Regions from separate parts of the Mus musculus genome. Here regions 1, 2, 3 and 4 are each linked to region 5. The links are chromatin contacts, called in public HiChIP or PLAC-seq and promoter capture Hi-C maps. All regions are on one chromosome and are shown on one strand. Each heading gives the region's core, a stretch centred on a gene start, on an enhancer-like site or on the middle of the called end of the contact. The rest is flanking DNA. Distances are from core to core; before and after follow the strand shown. Region 1 holds the start of Ints1 (integrator complex subunit 1). Region 2 overlaps Mad1l1 (MAD1 mitotic arrest deficient 1-like 1). Region 3 overlaps Mad1l1 (MAD1 mitotic arrest deficient 1-like 1). Region 4 overlaps Mad1l1 (MAD1 mitotic arrest deficient 1-like 1). Region 5 holds the start of Elfn1 (leucine rich repeat and fibronectin type III, extracellular 1).

Region 1 (2,700 bases), core at 188-2,687, 130 kb after region 5:
GTGGTTTGCCAGCATCCTACATAGGTTCTGGGGGACGCTGCCCAACCTTCCCCAAAGGGTCCTCAGCAGGGCTCAGGCTGAGCTGGGTTCCACTGTCACTGGGTTAGGATCTACTGGAGTAAACAGACTCCCCGCCATTTTGTTTGATTTTGCTTTTGTTTTGGGTCAGAGTCTGTCTATGTGGCTCCAGCTGTCCTGGAACTCACGGAGATTCACCTGCCTCTGCCTCCTGAGTGCTGGGATTAAAGGTGTGTGTGACCACACTGTGACAACTCATCCCTTTTTAAAATCTAAATTTTATCTATTGTTATTGTGGGTATGAGTGTGCATGATGTGAATGTACAGCCATGCACACCACAGCACACGTGTAAGTCAGAGGACAAATTTGTAGAGTTGGCTCAGCAAGCTCTTTCACCTACTGACCCATCCTGCTTACCCTGACATACTGTTATTGTAGCCCTGGCATCACAGTAAGAAAGACCCTGAACTGCAGGCACTGACAGGTATGGGAGGTGCGCTCCTGGGGCTGAAAACCAGCTCTCTGCCTGAAGCTCCCTTTGTGCCACAATGTTCAAACACATCCTTTATTCAGCCCACAAATGTTTACTATATAGCTCTGGGCTTGCTGGCACCAAGGAGGCTGGCCATCATGGGGACAATCCATTAAGGGCGCTTGAGGGTCTTGGGCTCCCAATCCTAATTCTATGACCTTGGAATGTCTATCTGTCTGTCTATATGTGTATAGATACACTCAGACATTCACACACATACATAAACACACATACATATATATGTATACACACATACATGTACACACACACAAACATGGTCTCGGGACCATGTCTGGAATTTTGTCTTTGTCCCAGCAGCTGGACAATCTATCTGGGACTTCCTTAGAGGAGACCTGCAGTACCTATCCTGATAGCTCCATGTAGAGGTCTCCATGGAGAGGGAGGTACCCAAATCAGGTGAATCCAGAGGCCATTGACAGAGGTACCCAAATCAGGTGAATCCAGAGGCCATTGACAGAGGCCTTCAACATTTTAGAGCATGTATCAATATGAAAGTAGGATTTTGACTTTTTTGTTGTTGTTGTTTTTTGAGAAAGGGTTTCTCTGTATAGCCCTGGCTGTCCTCGAACTCAGAAATCCGCCTGCCTCTGCTTCCCAAATGCTGGGATTAAAGGCGTGCGCCACCACCGACCGGCTGGATTTTGACTTCTTGAGCTAGGATCAGATTTAGCTCCAAAACCGTAAGAGGGAACAGTTTATGCCCAACAAGCCCAGCTTTCAGACAGGCATAGGTCCATCCAGCCTCCGGCCGCCAGAGGGCGGTGCAAACACTAGTAGGCTCTGCCTGCCTCTCTCCTCTCTTCCTCGCCTTCGGGTTTGTTTTACTTCCGGTTATGTGAGAAATCAGCGCTCGGAAGGCTCGCAGATCAGTTTGCACTTCCGGAGCGCCCGTGTCTCGGGTCTGCAGAGTGCTGCACCGGAGGTGAGGGGCCTTTGCACCCAGGTGAAGTCCGCTCCCTGCGGTGACATCCGTCTCCGCAGTCGGCCGCGTGTGTGCCGCACTTGGCCCCTTTCTGTGACCCCGGTAGGCGGCCCTGGGCACTCGGTCCAGTGGCCCCGGTGCGAGGGATGAATGACTGAGCGAGCGAGTGACTCCCGCCGCCTCCTCCCAGGTGAAGGCGCTTCCTCTAGGGGCGCCCGGGCCGCGGGGAGGATGAATCGAGCCAAGCCCACCACCGTACGGAGACCCAGCGCGGCCGCCAAGCCCTCAGGTGCGTCCCTGCGCGCGGCGACCTCGAGACGGTCAATGAATGGGTTCCATGAAGGCCGGCATGGCCACTGAAGGGGTTCCTACGGGACATAGTTAACTTGGGACTGTTGGGAGAGCGTGGGCATCCAACACAGCAGGACAACGGTCATCCAACCCAGGCTTCCTGCATACATTGCTGTCCTGAGGGGCTCCTAAAGGACAAGGGCATCCTTGTCCTGCTGAGCATCTGGCAAGGACAGGGTACCTGGACCAGAATCACAGTCTCTGAAGCCGGATAATCTAGACTGGGGTCCTAAAGTTTCTTCTTGCTAACTGTGTGACACTGGCACATTACTTAACTTCTGTCTATTTTGTTTTGTCTTGTTTTGTTTTGGTTTTTTCGAGACAGGGTTTCTCTGTGTAGCCCTGGCTGACCTGGAACTCACTCTGTAGACCAGGCTGGCCTTGAACTCAGAAATCCTCCTGCCTCTGCCTCCCAAGTGCTGGGATTAAAGGCATGTGCCACCAGTCCCCTGCCTAACTTCTGTGTCTTTATTTGTAAAACGAGGGTCATAACTTTTGAAGAAGCCCGGTGAGAATTAAGTAGACAGTGCTTATGAGTTACAGATGGCTTAGTTTCTAGTCAGCACTGGATCAGCGTCAGCCATCGCTTGCTCTGCCAGGGTGGTTGGACAACCTCAGGCTTTACTTTTGTCTCTTGGGGGCCCACTCTGAGATTGGGTATCACAGGTGTGGGTTTTCTGTTCCTCTGCAGGGCACCCTCCCCCTGGGGACTTTATTGCTCTGGGGTCCAAGGGTCAGGCCAGTGAATCAAAGACAACGTCCACCCTGCTGAAGCCAGCCCCTTCTGGGCTACCCTCAGAGCGCAAGAGAGATGCTTCAGCTTCTCTGTCTGGGACCTCTGCGCTGACCGGCCTC
Region 2 (2,806 bases), core at 121-2,620, 220 kb before region 5:
TTTGTTGCTGCACTCTGTTGGCACAGCTTAGACACTGTTGCCTGATCCAAAGCTAGGAAGGTTCAGTCCTGGGTTCTCACCCATATGTCTTTTATTTCATCTTCCTTTGCCTGTATCTTCCTTCCGTCTCATGTTTTGATTCTGATCCACTTTGAGTTGGTTTTTATTGTGGCATGAGTTAGGGCTCAAACCCTGTTCCTGTGTGCGCATATCCACTTGTCTCAATCCTGCCCCCTTCTGAGACTCCTCTTCTACCTGGTAGTCATGGCCACCTCATTGAAAACCAGCTGGCTGTGCCAGTTTGTGTTCAGTGCTGAACTCAGTTCCAGTTCCGCCTGTGGGTCCTTCCTTATGCCACCACCTAAGTTCTTGTCTTTCTTATCCTTTGCTCTTAGGTTGATATGAGCATTCTGCCTGTGTGTCCCCACCCTCATAATGCATTGTTTAGATCTTGGTTGTCATCATCACAGGATGTGGACTCACCTAGGAGACATACCTCTGTGTACATCTGAGCGGGTTTCTAGATTGGGTTAGCTCAGGTAGGAAGACCATCCAAGTGTGCACAGCACACTCCCTAGGCTGAGGTCTTGGACTGAATGAAGAGGAGGAAGTGAGCTGAGCCCAGCACCCACCCCTTTGTGTTATGCCTGTGGCTGCAGTGTGAGCAACCTCCTCACACTCCTGTGTGTTCCTACCACCACCCAGCACCCCCACCCCTGCCTGCCATGCCTTCTCCACCGTGGTGGGTGGGCTGCACCCTCAGACTGTGAGCTGGGGTAAACCCTTCCTTCGGCTGCTTTCTGTCAGGTGTTTTGTTGCAGCATGGAGAAAAACAACCACTGCACCCCATCAAGATCATCTTGACTATTCAGAGCACCTTGCAATTCCATGGGAATTTTAGCATAAGCATGGGGGGTGGGGTGGGGGGAAAACCAGTTTTGCAAGAAAGCCCTTTGAAGTTGTTGGGTTTTGCTGTGCTGAGGAATCCAACCCAGTTCTGAGCGTGCACTCTCCTGAGCCACACCTCCAGCCAGTGTTCACAGTTTTCATAGAGCTGCATCTATTCTGTTGACCACTTTGGAGGTTTGACCCAGCCACCAGGGACCCAAGCATCATCTGCACCAAGGCTTCCTATACCAGGCTGGCTCAAGCTTAGACTCCAAGAATTCCACAGACGCAGCATTCACCCCACTTCTTGCGGCTTCCTACTGTTTCGTGTCCACACCTTCCAGGCCTGACCTGGCCCAAGCAGAGACGCCAGAGTCTTTGCTTCAACCCAGCTGTTAGAGCAGGGAGGCTGCTGGTGTCCCTTCTCCACTCTGAGTCAGAGATTGCAGGAACTGTCCTCAGCATGTGTTACCTCTGGAGAATGGCCTGGCGGTGGGCGTGTCAGCTTCTGCAGAGCGGAAGTCATTTGCATTTACTCTCCTTCAGCCTCTGCCCACCTGTGTCAATCAGAGCAGACCCTGACAGAAAGAAGTTAGGGCCCTGGGACAAAGGAGGAGTGCAGTGTGTGTCCTTGTCTGTGTGATCAGGGCACAGCAACATGAAGTGTATTAATGCTTAGAAAGCAAAGGCTGGTGCTAGGCTCTGCCCTGCATTTTCTGTAAGTGCCTTTTGTACTTTTGAGACATGGTCTCATGAGCCCAGGTTAGCCTTAAACTCATGATGTAGCTGATGCTTGTTCTTTCATCTACCACTCTAGGGCTGGGGTTACCCCATGTACCACTAGGCCCCGCGTACACCTGCCTTTTTAGTGGCTACTACTTGAGCAGACGGCATAGGAGTGTGGGGCGGGGAGAGGAGGTGAAAGGGGTCTCCCTCCCAGTGTAGCAGCAGGACCAGCATTTAGGAGTTTGGTCTGATAGATTTGTTGGTCACTGACACACGGTGTAGTTTCTTTCTGTGGCAGCCTGTGATGGGGCTGTTAGGATGGAAGAAGACAGGTCCAGAAAATCTCTGTCATTTGCCTAGGTCAGCGGCAGTCTGGGACTTTCACATTCCCTGCCCTGATTTAGAGTGTATCCTGGCTCATCCATCCCCACCTTAGGGACAGGAATGTCCATGCTATCCCTCCAGCCAGGCCTGGGGCACCCTCCCTGCTCTGTGATCCTGCAATCTAGTTGGTATACATTATGGTGAACAGCATTGGAATGGGAGCCTGGAAGTGGAGGGCCTCAACTTTTACCTACAGTTTAAATAACCAGGTAAATACTTGCTCCTGAGGACCACAAAGTCTTGGTGGGCAGTGGGCAGCAGGCAGCATCCCCATCTTTACCTCCAGTACATATGAGCATAGCCTCCTGCTGAGAGATACATGCTGTCCTCTCCACAACCTGGCTTCAGGTCACACCTGGGTGTAGAGAGTGTCAGGGCACAGTCAGCACTAGCTGACCTGCCAGAAAGTGCCAAAGGGGAGAATATTCACATGCCTGCCAGTCTTGGAGAGTGGAGTGGGCAGAATCAGCTTCTCTAGGACATTCAGTTTGAAAAAAACAGGAGGCGGGGCAGCAGCAGGTGGTGAAGCAACCCCCACCCAGCCTGCACAGGGCTCCTCTTCACCTCATCCCCCCTCACTTGGCAGGCATGTGCTTGGGGCCCCACTGCTCAGCTGCAGATGAGCCCTCCAAAAAGCACTTTGTGTGTAAAATCCTTTTAGCAGGATGAGTTTGGAATCTGGCCCATGGTTTGAGGCATTTGGCAGGGTCCCTGAAGACGCAATCCAATTAGTCCCATGTTTTCTTGTTTTTATAACTGACTCTAGACCCAGGTTTTCTTCAGTGAAGTAGAAAATAGATAGGTACAG
Region 3 (2,700 bases), core at 147-2,646, 180 kb before region 5:
CTCTCTGGTAGTCTTGAGGCTACACAAGCCTTAACATGGGTGACACCCACCCAGCTCACCTCCTGCACCATGTGGCCCTGACCTCTGCCACTCAGTTTCCTTCCTAGTCCAAGCTTGAAACCCCTTCTCTCAGCCCTGCTATAGGACTTGAGCACAGAAACCTAGGTGGGTGCTGGGTGCACACATGACAGTGGACTCGGACGATGCCCTTGGCTCTGCCTTCTCCCTATATGTGATAGCTACACACAGCTGCTCCTTCATCTGTAACCCTTGTGCCTCCAGGTTATCATGTAAGGAAGAGAGTTCTTAAATTGGGGTCACTTCTGTCTGCAGCAGCGGCCCCATAGCTACTCAGGAGTAGAGATGCCGTGTCTGTCACAGGAGGGAGGCCGGCGTGTTTCTCTGGACCTCTTGGTTCTTTATGCTTCAGTTGGTGATCTGATTTCTAAGCGTGTGAAGTACATTCTGGCCCGAGAAATGTTCTATTTGTTAAGCATTCATCCGGTAGAGTCTGTGCCATACCAGACACACTGTCAGTGCCAGAAGCACTGTGAAGAACGAGACAGACAGCCCTGTCCTCACGGAGCTGACCTCTGCTAGGGGACAGCTAATAAAACAAGTGTTTAAGATGACGAAGTGTGTTATAAGGTGCAGGTGCAAGGGTAGTGATGGGCTGTCACTTGTCGCCTGTCAGTGCCTGGCTGGGTACTTGTTTTGAGTAAGCACTGATGCTTCGCTGTTGGCTTCTGTTGGCTTCATGCTCTACGGAGTGAGACGGTGGCCTGCCTTGGAACTCCTCATGGCAGGAGGGGCTCAGGCTGGTGCCTCCTTCCTCCCTAGGATCTCTCTGGATCCCTCCCTCCCTCTCTCTCTCACTTCCTCCCTCCTTGTCTGTGTATATGTATGTGTCTGTCTGTTTTTTGAAACAGGGTCTCACTTGTAGCCTAAGCTGGCCTAGACCTCACTGTATAGACCAAGCTGACCTCAAACTCCTAGAGATCCTCCTGCTTCTGCCTCCTGAGTTCCGGGATAAAAAGTGTGCACCACCACACCCAGCTCTCCCCAGGAGTCTCACAATGTCTTCTGTGTTGTGTGCTCAGTATGGAGCTACGGAAACTGTTCCAAGACCAGTTATTCCTCCCCTCAGCTTGAGATCTCCCAGACCCAACCTGTCAGCCTCTATAGCACCCAAACTAAGGGTTTAGTTGTAGGTTTTAAAGTCTGTAAAAAGAAAAATCAGGACTATCTTAGGCTACATAAAAATTCCTGTGTTTGGGTGAGCATGGTTTCATTGGCACACGTGATGCTTTTCCCTGCCAGTTCCCACGCCTATAGTCTGTGGCTGCTTTCTCACCAAGCTGTGCAGTGGGCACTGGAACAGGCGGTAGCCCTGAAGAGCTGGCTGGCTCCACAGGCAGTGGCAGGCTGGGCTCTGATCCCTTACCCAGCTCCCAGTGCTTGGCCTGGGCAGGGAAGCCGAGATGCGTGTCCAGCCCCAGGGCTGTCACAGCGGGCGTGGGTGATGGATTTCACATGCTTGGTTATCTCCCCGACTGGTGAAATTGCACGGAATAACAGACTGTTGAAATTGCACAAGTAACAGTCTCAACCCTGAAAGCCAGGGAATCAGCTAGCGTTCCGGGAGCCTCTTCATCCCCAGGGCTTTACAAGATTCTAAGGAAAGCTCTGAAGAGCCTGCCCGGCCTCCCCCTCCCTCCTTCTTCCTAGTTCTGGCTGGTGGCCTCCTCCTTCCCCTCCTTCTGATGAGAATATACTCAGGATGTGATCTGGGAAGCCAAGTTTGCAAGCCCTACTGTTCCCTGCAGGTAGTTCTGGCACTCTCTGCTCCCCATTCCCTACACACACACACACACACACACACACACACACCCCTATCCCATATGAGGATCTTACTGTTCTGCTGCTCCTCTTAAGCCCTCGACGCCCCCCCCCCCCCAAGCATATCTGGAGGGGTGGCTAAAGGCTGACAGACTGTGTGTGGCCTGGGTGAGGTACTCCAGGTAAAGATCATACTGCCCTTCGGCACTACAGAGGGGCAGTGGCCTACAGCAGCTTAGCTCATGGTTCATGGAGGCTTATTAACCACCGGCTGCCTCACTAAATGAGTCTCCCAGCTTCTTTGCTCCTTTGTGCCTGGTGGTCTAAATGGGTGGGCTATTTCCTGTTCCCTCAGCAGATATCCTAGGAGGGAGACTAAGGCCAGAGGAGCCAGGAAGCCCCTTTATGTAGACATGGAGTTCAGTTTCCCTTGCTGAACATCCACTGGCACTGGGGCTTTGAAGATTGGATCCCAGATCCATCAGCTTAGGGCTTATCACAGGCCAGTTCTCTGCCTCCATTCCACCCTCTGTGCCAGCCCTGTTACATGCCTTAGAGCAGGGGTACCTGCAGAGAGGTTGGCCAGAGAAGACAACTAACTCCTTGTTTGACTTCCTGAGTCACCTCAGACCTCACTGAAGTCTGTCTTGGGCCCAGTGGAGGCAGCAGAGGGCCTCCCATCTTTAATGGGTCCCTTCAGTGGCTTTGCGGTCACCACCACATGGCACACTGTGGTCCCCACCACATGGCATATTGCAGTCACCACCCATTGTCTACTCAGTGCCATGCAAGACTATACATCCCTTCTTCATGGGATGCCTGCTTCGTGCTAGGCATATGGCTGTCTCGTTGCTGCAGTCT
Region 4 (2,745 bases), core at 172-2,671, 150 kb before region 5:
TGCCACCATGTCTGGCTTTTCCTCATGGATCTGGGTGCTTGTAAGGCAAGCACTTTCCCTGAGGGACTGTCTCCCTCCTTGTAGGGGGCATCTGTCTCTCCACAGCAGGGTCTGAAGCAGCCTCTAGAGTCACCCGTTTGCCCCACTCAGGTTCTTGTGGCCCACCCCTCTGCACCAAGGACAATGAGCCTTGCAGGCAGCTCAGCGAGACCAGGAAATGTTTCTTGTAGGCTTTGGCTACAGTTTTCTCCAAAGCCTCCCCTTGGCTAGCTGTAGCAACCATGGCTTCAGCCTGCCCTTCTGACTCACTCCCTCCTCTTACCTGGCCCTGTCCAATCGGGAGAGTTCTGTTCCATGGCCCCATGCTATCCAGCTGTGGAAGGAAGTGAGTGCAGGAACTCAGTGCTAGACACACGCTGGTCCTCAGAGCACTGCAGTATGAGCTGGTTCTAACCAGCTGTCTGCCTTTATGTCATCTGCTTTCCTCATCAGTCAAATGCAGATAATTACAGGTTCTGTGCAGGTGTGGGTCACTTGAGGGACCTTGTTGGTGACTAAGCTGTTACCTACAGATGCTGCCCTCCTGTGTGCAGCCTGTGGTCTTTTTTTTTTTTCCCTGCTGACCCTGGCAGAGCCTTTAAAGCAGTTCTCCAGCGTTGTCCACAGTGGGCAAGCTAGGCAAGCAAGTCTCAAAGAGGAAGTGGCAAGACCCCAGGCACACCCTTTCCTTACTCCCAACCCCACTTACTCCCCTAGTAGGGAACATGGGTGCCCCGGCAGCAACCTTAGAGCATCTCTAGGCCATTGGGTCACCTATGTCTTCTCTCCATGGTACCAGGTCCCTTCCTAGGGTTGAGGCCCTTTTGTGCCATTCTGGCCTCTGGGGCCCACACAGCCCTGAGAAATCCCCCTGTACAATGTAGTACCAGTAGGACCACAGTGGATCTTCCAACAGGAAGTCTCTCCCCAAGACTCCCATCCCATCCCATCTTTGGTCATTATATACCCTCATACCCTCTATAATACTATTAGAGCTAAAGCAATTTTATAACCCTCATCCACCAGCCAATACCTGGCTAGCAGATAGGGCACTCACAGATCTATTGGAGGTTGGTAAGAGAAGAAGGAAAATGGATAGGGACCAGGCAGGAGGCAGGGCTGGCTCATACACAAGTGTGTGGCCATGGCCAGCTCAGTCTCAGGCAAGGCCACTCCATCCCCCAGCTCACATAACTTCCGCTCATTTTCTTTTCACCCCAAACAGCTTCTAGGCAGGAGGGGTCTGTGGCAGAGTTAGAAATAGCTGGGGCCTGTTTCCAGCCAAGCAGGTTCTGCAAATGTGCGCTGGGATAATTGAGGGTTGGCTCACGGTCCCACATGGCTCTGCTTCCCTTCCCAGCCTGGACCCAGCCTCTGCCGTGTGTGGGTGGCCGAGCTGCCTCCCAAGGCTGCTGTGTGGGGGAAGGCAGGAGCTCAGCTCCAGCATACATCAGGAGTCTGGCATCTTGCCCACTCCTCCTCTCCCAAGAGAAGTTGGACCCCAGAGTCTCCAGTTTCCTTGGAAAGACTGGACCTGGAAGGAGTGGCCTACCAAATGTCCGCAGCAATTGTGGTGTAATCTCATTCCCTGTGGTTCATAAGGACTGCTCAGAAGGTAGTCAGAAACAAGAAGCCAGACAGCGGCCAATAGAATTGACTGCATAGCTCTTAAGATACAGGTGACTCTGACCTTGGGTCCCCTTCTCTCATGCCTCTGACCACTCCACAGTCTAGCATGGCTGGGCCCAGCTTTTTACATGGGTGCTGGGATGGAACTCAGGTCCTCATGCAGTTTTACTCCAGACCTGTCTCTTGTGTTTTCCTTTTTTCTTTACATAATGTCCCACTGTAGCCCAGGCAGGCCATGACCAAGATCCTCCTGCCTCTGCCTGGACTTCTGGTACGGTCAGTATCCACAGTATAAGCACCATCCTTTTACTAGCACATCTTGCTAATCAGAGGCCTGAGCCAAAGGCCATGCTATGGTGAGGGCTTTGGAGGCGCCTCCCAGGTCTCTAGGCAAATGGCTGGACTACTCATAGCTGCCTGTTCCTCCCAGCAATGCTGGTTCAAGGTGCTGGGTCATGGTACTGCTGTTGGGATGTGTGTTGTGGCCTCTGCACCACCAATGGGATGTCTGGCTCAGCCTGCAGTATGACCATGTTGCCCCTTACTGTGGTTTTGTCTCTGGGCACAGTGTGACATTTGTTGGGATAGAAGCTGCTTGAACTACCTGCCTCCCAAAACTGCAGAGCTCCACCATCCCCCAGCAACCTGGCACCCTACAGTGGGCACTTCCTAAACTGTGTGCCCAGCCTCAGGATAGGCATATCACTGTGATTCCGTCTGCCGAGCTCTTGCGGAAGCACACAGAGCCTACGCTCATAGCAGAAAGAGCAGGTGAGGAGGCAGCCAGCTTCCACACACCTGTACCCACAGTGCCGGGCTGCCAAAGACTGCAGGTGTATGCACGGGAAATGCAAATGTCCCAGAGACCCATACCCAGGGCCCTTCAGCCATGCAGCATATGACTCCTGCTGGGTGGGCTCAGGAGAGCCTGGGTCAGTTTCTCCATCCACAGGATAGCTGTGCAAGGAAAAGAACTTGGAGTCTTTTTCCTTCTGTTTCCTAAGCATGCTTCTTGGAGGAAGGGATCATGTATCTGCCAAAGCCCAGTTAATACACACGTGATTCATGGACTCATGG
Region 5 (2,752 bases), core at 167-2,666:
CCCTACAGCAGACCGACCCCACCACGGCCTAGGCAGCACGCTCAGCAAAGTTTCGGGTCCTCGGTGGTGCTTCCTAATCCGAGGTGGGGGCAGGGGACCCAAGCCCAGGCGCTCCGATCGGCGGAGTCGGGAGGGAAGTTTGTCCAGCCAGAGATCGGCGATCGAGAACTTCGGGTTTTGGGAAGGCGGCTGAGTGGAGGGCGCCCTGGAGCCTCAGACTAAACGCGCTGCATCTGAAACCCCCCGGGTGAAGAGGGGACTCGGTCCAGGTGCGGACGGCCAGGACACGGCGAGGGGGACTGAGGCGATAGGGGCAACCAGGGCTGCGGGAGCCGTTGGGGACTCCCGCGCCACCCGGGAAGCCGGCGAGAGCGTATCCTTCCTGCCCCTCCCCCTCCAGGGGCGGGGACCTGTGGACCCCACGTCTGCGGCAGAGGGGACCACCACTCGCTGCACACCCCTTCCTACCTGAACGGGGTTGTGGCCCCCAGGGTTGAAGGCTCGATCACCGGCTAGCAGAGCACGCGCGCCGAAGTCCCCGGAGCGCCGCGGTGGCGGTGGCGGCGGCGGCGGCGGCTGCCCCTGCTTCCTCCTCCTCTTCCTCCTCGGGGTTCTTGCTGGCTCCAGACAGACCTCCTCCCCCTCCCGCGTTGCCCGCCCCTCCCGGAGCCCGCCGGGCTTGAGGATCGGCCTCTCGCCGGGAGCGGAGAGGAGCCTGCGGGAGCCGGGCTGCGGCGCTCACTGCGTCAAGAGCCGGGGACCGCGCGATCGGAGCAGCCCCGGACCGGCCGGGCAGGCGGGGCGGCCGCGGCGCCGGCGACGCCGAAGGGGCCGGGCGGCTCCGGCTCTCGAGCTCGGGAGCGGGCGCGGCGGCAGCGGCCGCGGCGACGCGAGGCGGTGGTTCATTTTGTGAGCGCGAGGCAGGTCGGACGTGGGAGCCGCGCGGGGAGGGGACCGGAGCAGGGGCGGGGGCCGCTGCACGTCCATAGGTTGCCCCGGGAGGGGATCAAGGCTCCCTGAGGGGAAGTTGGCTGGAGCCGGGGGGACATCTCAGGACGCCGCAACACAGCCTCGCCTCCTTTTCCTGGCTTTGCCTGCGTCCCCTGCCCGCGTCCCAGGCCACTGAGCTAAGAGCCGTGGAGCCCAAGTCCCCGAGTGTCATGGGGTTGGGACCCTTCGTGGCGATGGGAGGTGGGTACGAGAGGCAGAGATGTGCACGCGCGTACAGTCACGCCTGTGCACACACACGCACCCGCAGGAAGCCATGTAGAAGTTGACCCCGAAGTCAGACCCTATGTAAGCGCGCGTGTCACAGCTCCACCCGCAGGGACGATTGTTTCACGGGGCGGGCGGCGGGGAGGGGAGAATCAGAGATGGTACAAGGTTGTCAGGCCCTCCGAGATGCAACATTCTCTCTTCCCACCAGGGACTTGCTCTCTCCTAAGGTCACCGACCCCCTTCACAGTCCCTCCTCTCTGCATTGTATGTCACCACCCCCTTGGGCTGAGAGGCCGGGAGGCGTGAGATCAGCCTGGCACCTTCCCATTCCCGGAAGGTTCCGAGTAGTGGATTCCCCTCCCACTAGCCTCTGTGTGTGTGGGGGGGGGGAGTTAATGTGTGCTTTCCGGGGATCCAAGTCATCCCTCTGGGGCTGTCCACCCTCCCACCCACCCCCACCCCCCACCCCCATGGTTCCAGGAACACTGACTGAGCCCGCTGGTATCCCATTCCCTACCGCGCCCCTTCCCCAGGCGGTAGCTTTGGCCTTGGGTTGAAAATCAAAATCAAGTTCAAGAGCGCCCTCGCCGGGCTAAGGCCTTGCGCACAGCTTTCGAGCCTCCGTGCGCTTGCGGAGCTGAAGGACCCCCCTTTGGGCAGAGTGGGTGCAACCCTTTTTGGACGCCTCCTCCGAGCTGGAGCACTCTCAAGAGCCAGGCTTCGGGACACAATGCCAACGAAGGGGACTGGAGCCGCAGAGTGCAGCCAAGTATACATAGTAAGGGGCGAGGAGAGGCTGGGGGCGGGGACTTGTCCCTTGGGTTGCCAGACCACCAGGGACCAGCATGGGAATAGCCTGAACCTTGGAGTAGCGCGGCCAGAGGACCAGGAGCTTCCCGAGCTCGGGTCCTGTGGCCTGTCCTGCGACTCGACTAGATCCAGCCTGCAGCACCGGCAGGCAGCCCACACTTGGCCGATCCTAGGCTTTCCCCAGCCCCATTTTTCCTTTGGAACCCTGAGGAGTGAGATTCCAGTTAGGGACTGAGGGTAGAGGAGGCTCTATCGTCTTTCCGGTGGATTCTTAGACACAGAGCATGGTGGTCAAGGACAGAGCTGTGGGTCTACCCTTGCTCAGACCTCAAGAGAATCCAGCCGGGACTGAAGGCTCCAAAGCCTGCTTTTAGGGTAGCTTTTGCCGGGCCCTTCAAAAAAACAAAAAACAAAAAACAAGCCAGGCACCCCTCAAGCTGGGAAGGCCACAAGCTAACCCCTGGCCAGAGCCACGGGGATGAGGCCAGAGCTTTCTCCTGGTTCTCTCATCTCCCGCCCCGCCCCCATTCCTCCCTTCCTCTCCCATTCTCCTGAGCCATGTCACTAGCAGGCATGTGTACATGACCCAGGGTGGACACTATGTATGTTGCACCCACACGTTTGCAGAGCAGGTTCACACCTAACGGGCACACCCCATAATTCACCCCTTAGCCCACCCTCATGAAGAACATGAAGTTCTGGCAGAAGTTCACACACATCTTTG

What was found. HiChIP or PLAC-seq counts read pairs in DNA pulled down with a chosen protein or histone mark. Capture Hi-C pulls out chosen DNA fragments and counts their contacts.
Region 1: a contact with region 5 is called in a promoter capture Hi-C map of pancreatic islet. The contact joins the promoter of Ints1 here to the promoter of Elfn1 in region 5. A contact is called at or near these places in 1 of 39 promoter capture datasets (neural stem cells) and 1 of 9 other capture datasets (pancreatic islet).
Region 2: an H3K27ac HiChIP or PLAC-seq map of oligodendrocyte precursor cells shows a contact between it and region 5, with 5 times the contacts expected there. The contact joins the enhancer-like site here to the promoter of Elfn1 in region 5. A contact is called at or near these places in 18 of 39 promoter capture datasets (the 3T3-L1 cell line, 3T3-L1-derived adipocytes, the C10 cell line and 13 more), 28 of 484 Hi-C or Micro-C datasets (the N1E-115 cell line, bone marrow-derived macrophages, brain and 18 more), 18 of 115 datasets of contacts at active chromatin or transcription factors (SST interneurons, astrocytes, craniofacial prominence and 12 more) and 4 of 9 other capture datasets (adipose tissue, embryonic stem cells, liver and 1 more).
Region 3: a contact with region 5 is called in an H3K4me3 HiChIP or PLAC-seq map of forebrain, with 4 times the contacts expected there. The contact joins the enhancer-like site here to the promoter of Elfn1 in region 5. A contact is called at or near these places in 10 of 39 promoter capture datasets (the 3T3-L1 cell line, 3T3-L1-derived adipocytes, cranial neural crest and 6 more), 2 of 484 Hi-C or Micro-C datasets (cerebral cortex and cortical neurons) and 14 of 115 datasets of contacts at active chromatin or transcription factors (SST interneurons, astrocytes, embryonic basal ganglia and 10 more).
Region 4: an H3K4me3 HiChIP or PLAC-seq map of forebrain shows a contact between it and region 5, with 2.8 times the contacts expected there. The contact joins the enhancer-like site here to the promoter of Elfn1 in region 5. A contact is called at or near these places in 11 of 39 promoter capture datasets (the 3T3-L1 cell line, 3T3-L1-derived adipocytes, the HPC-7 cell line and 8 more), 1 of 484 Hi-C or Micro-C datasets (nephron progenitors) and 7 of 115 datasets of contacts at active chromatin or transcription factors (craniofacial prominence, embryonic forebrain, embryonic hindbrain and 4 more).

The regions. Positions count from the first base shown.
Region 1 is chr5:139,774,415-139,777,114 of GRCm38.p6, reverse strand. It overlaps Ints1 (integrator complex subunit 1), which reads left to right and starts at 1,437. Exons shown (of 47, transcript NM_026748.2): 1 at 1,437-1,783; 2 at 2,537-2,700. The coding sequence starts at 1,645.
Region 2 is chr5:140,122,000-140,124,805 of GRCm38.p6, reverse strand. The region is part of intron 13 of Mad1l1 (MAD1 mitotic arrest deficient 1-like 1); the gene reads left to right. Among named protein-coding and RNA genes, the nearest start is that of Gm30492, 28 kb to the right of the region's middle. Within about 2 kb of position 1,370, at least 36 of the 459 cell types and tissues checked have an H3K27ac peak or open chromatin away from gene starts, as enhancers often do. A contact at or near this core is called in the N1E-115 cell line, cerebral cortex, cortical glia and 7 more, where this site is marked.
Region 3 is chr5:140,090,552-140,093,251 of GRCm38.p6, reverse strand. All of the region lies in intron 15 of Mad1l1 (MAD1 mitotic arrest deficient 1-like 1), which reads left to right. Among named protein-coding and RNA genes, the nearest start is that of Gm30492, 3.6 kb to the left of the region's middle. Within about 2 kb of position 1,396, at least 28 of the 459 cell types and tissues checked have an H3K27ac peak or open chromatin away from gene starts, as enhancers often do. A contact at or near this core is called in cerebral cortex, cortical neurons and forebrain, where this site is marked.
Region 4 is chr5:140,060,162-140,062,906 of GRCm38.p6, reverse strand. The region is part of intron 17 of Mad1l1 (MAD1 mitotic arrest deficient 1-like 1); the gene reads left to right. Among named protein-coding and RNA genes, the nearest start is that of Gm30492, 34 kb to the left of the region's middle. Within about 2 kb of position 1,421, at least 36 of the 459 cell types and tissues checked have an H3K27ac peak or open chromatin away from gene starts, as enhancers often do. A contact at or near this core is called in forebrain, where this site is marked.
Region 5 is chr5:139,906,530-139,909,281 of GRCm38.p6, reverse strand. It overlaps Elfn1 (leucine rich repeat and fibronectin type III, extracellular 1), which reads right to left and starts at 1,416. Exons shown (of 2, transcript NM_001384186.1): 1 at 469-1,416.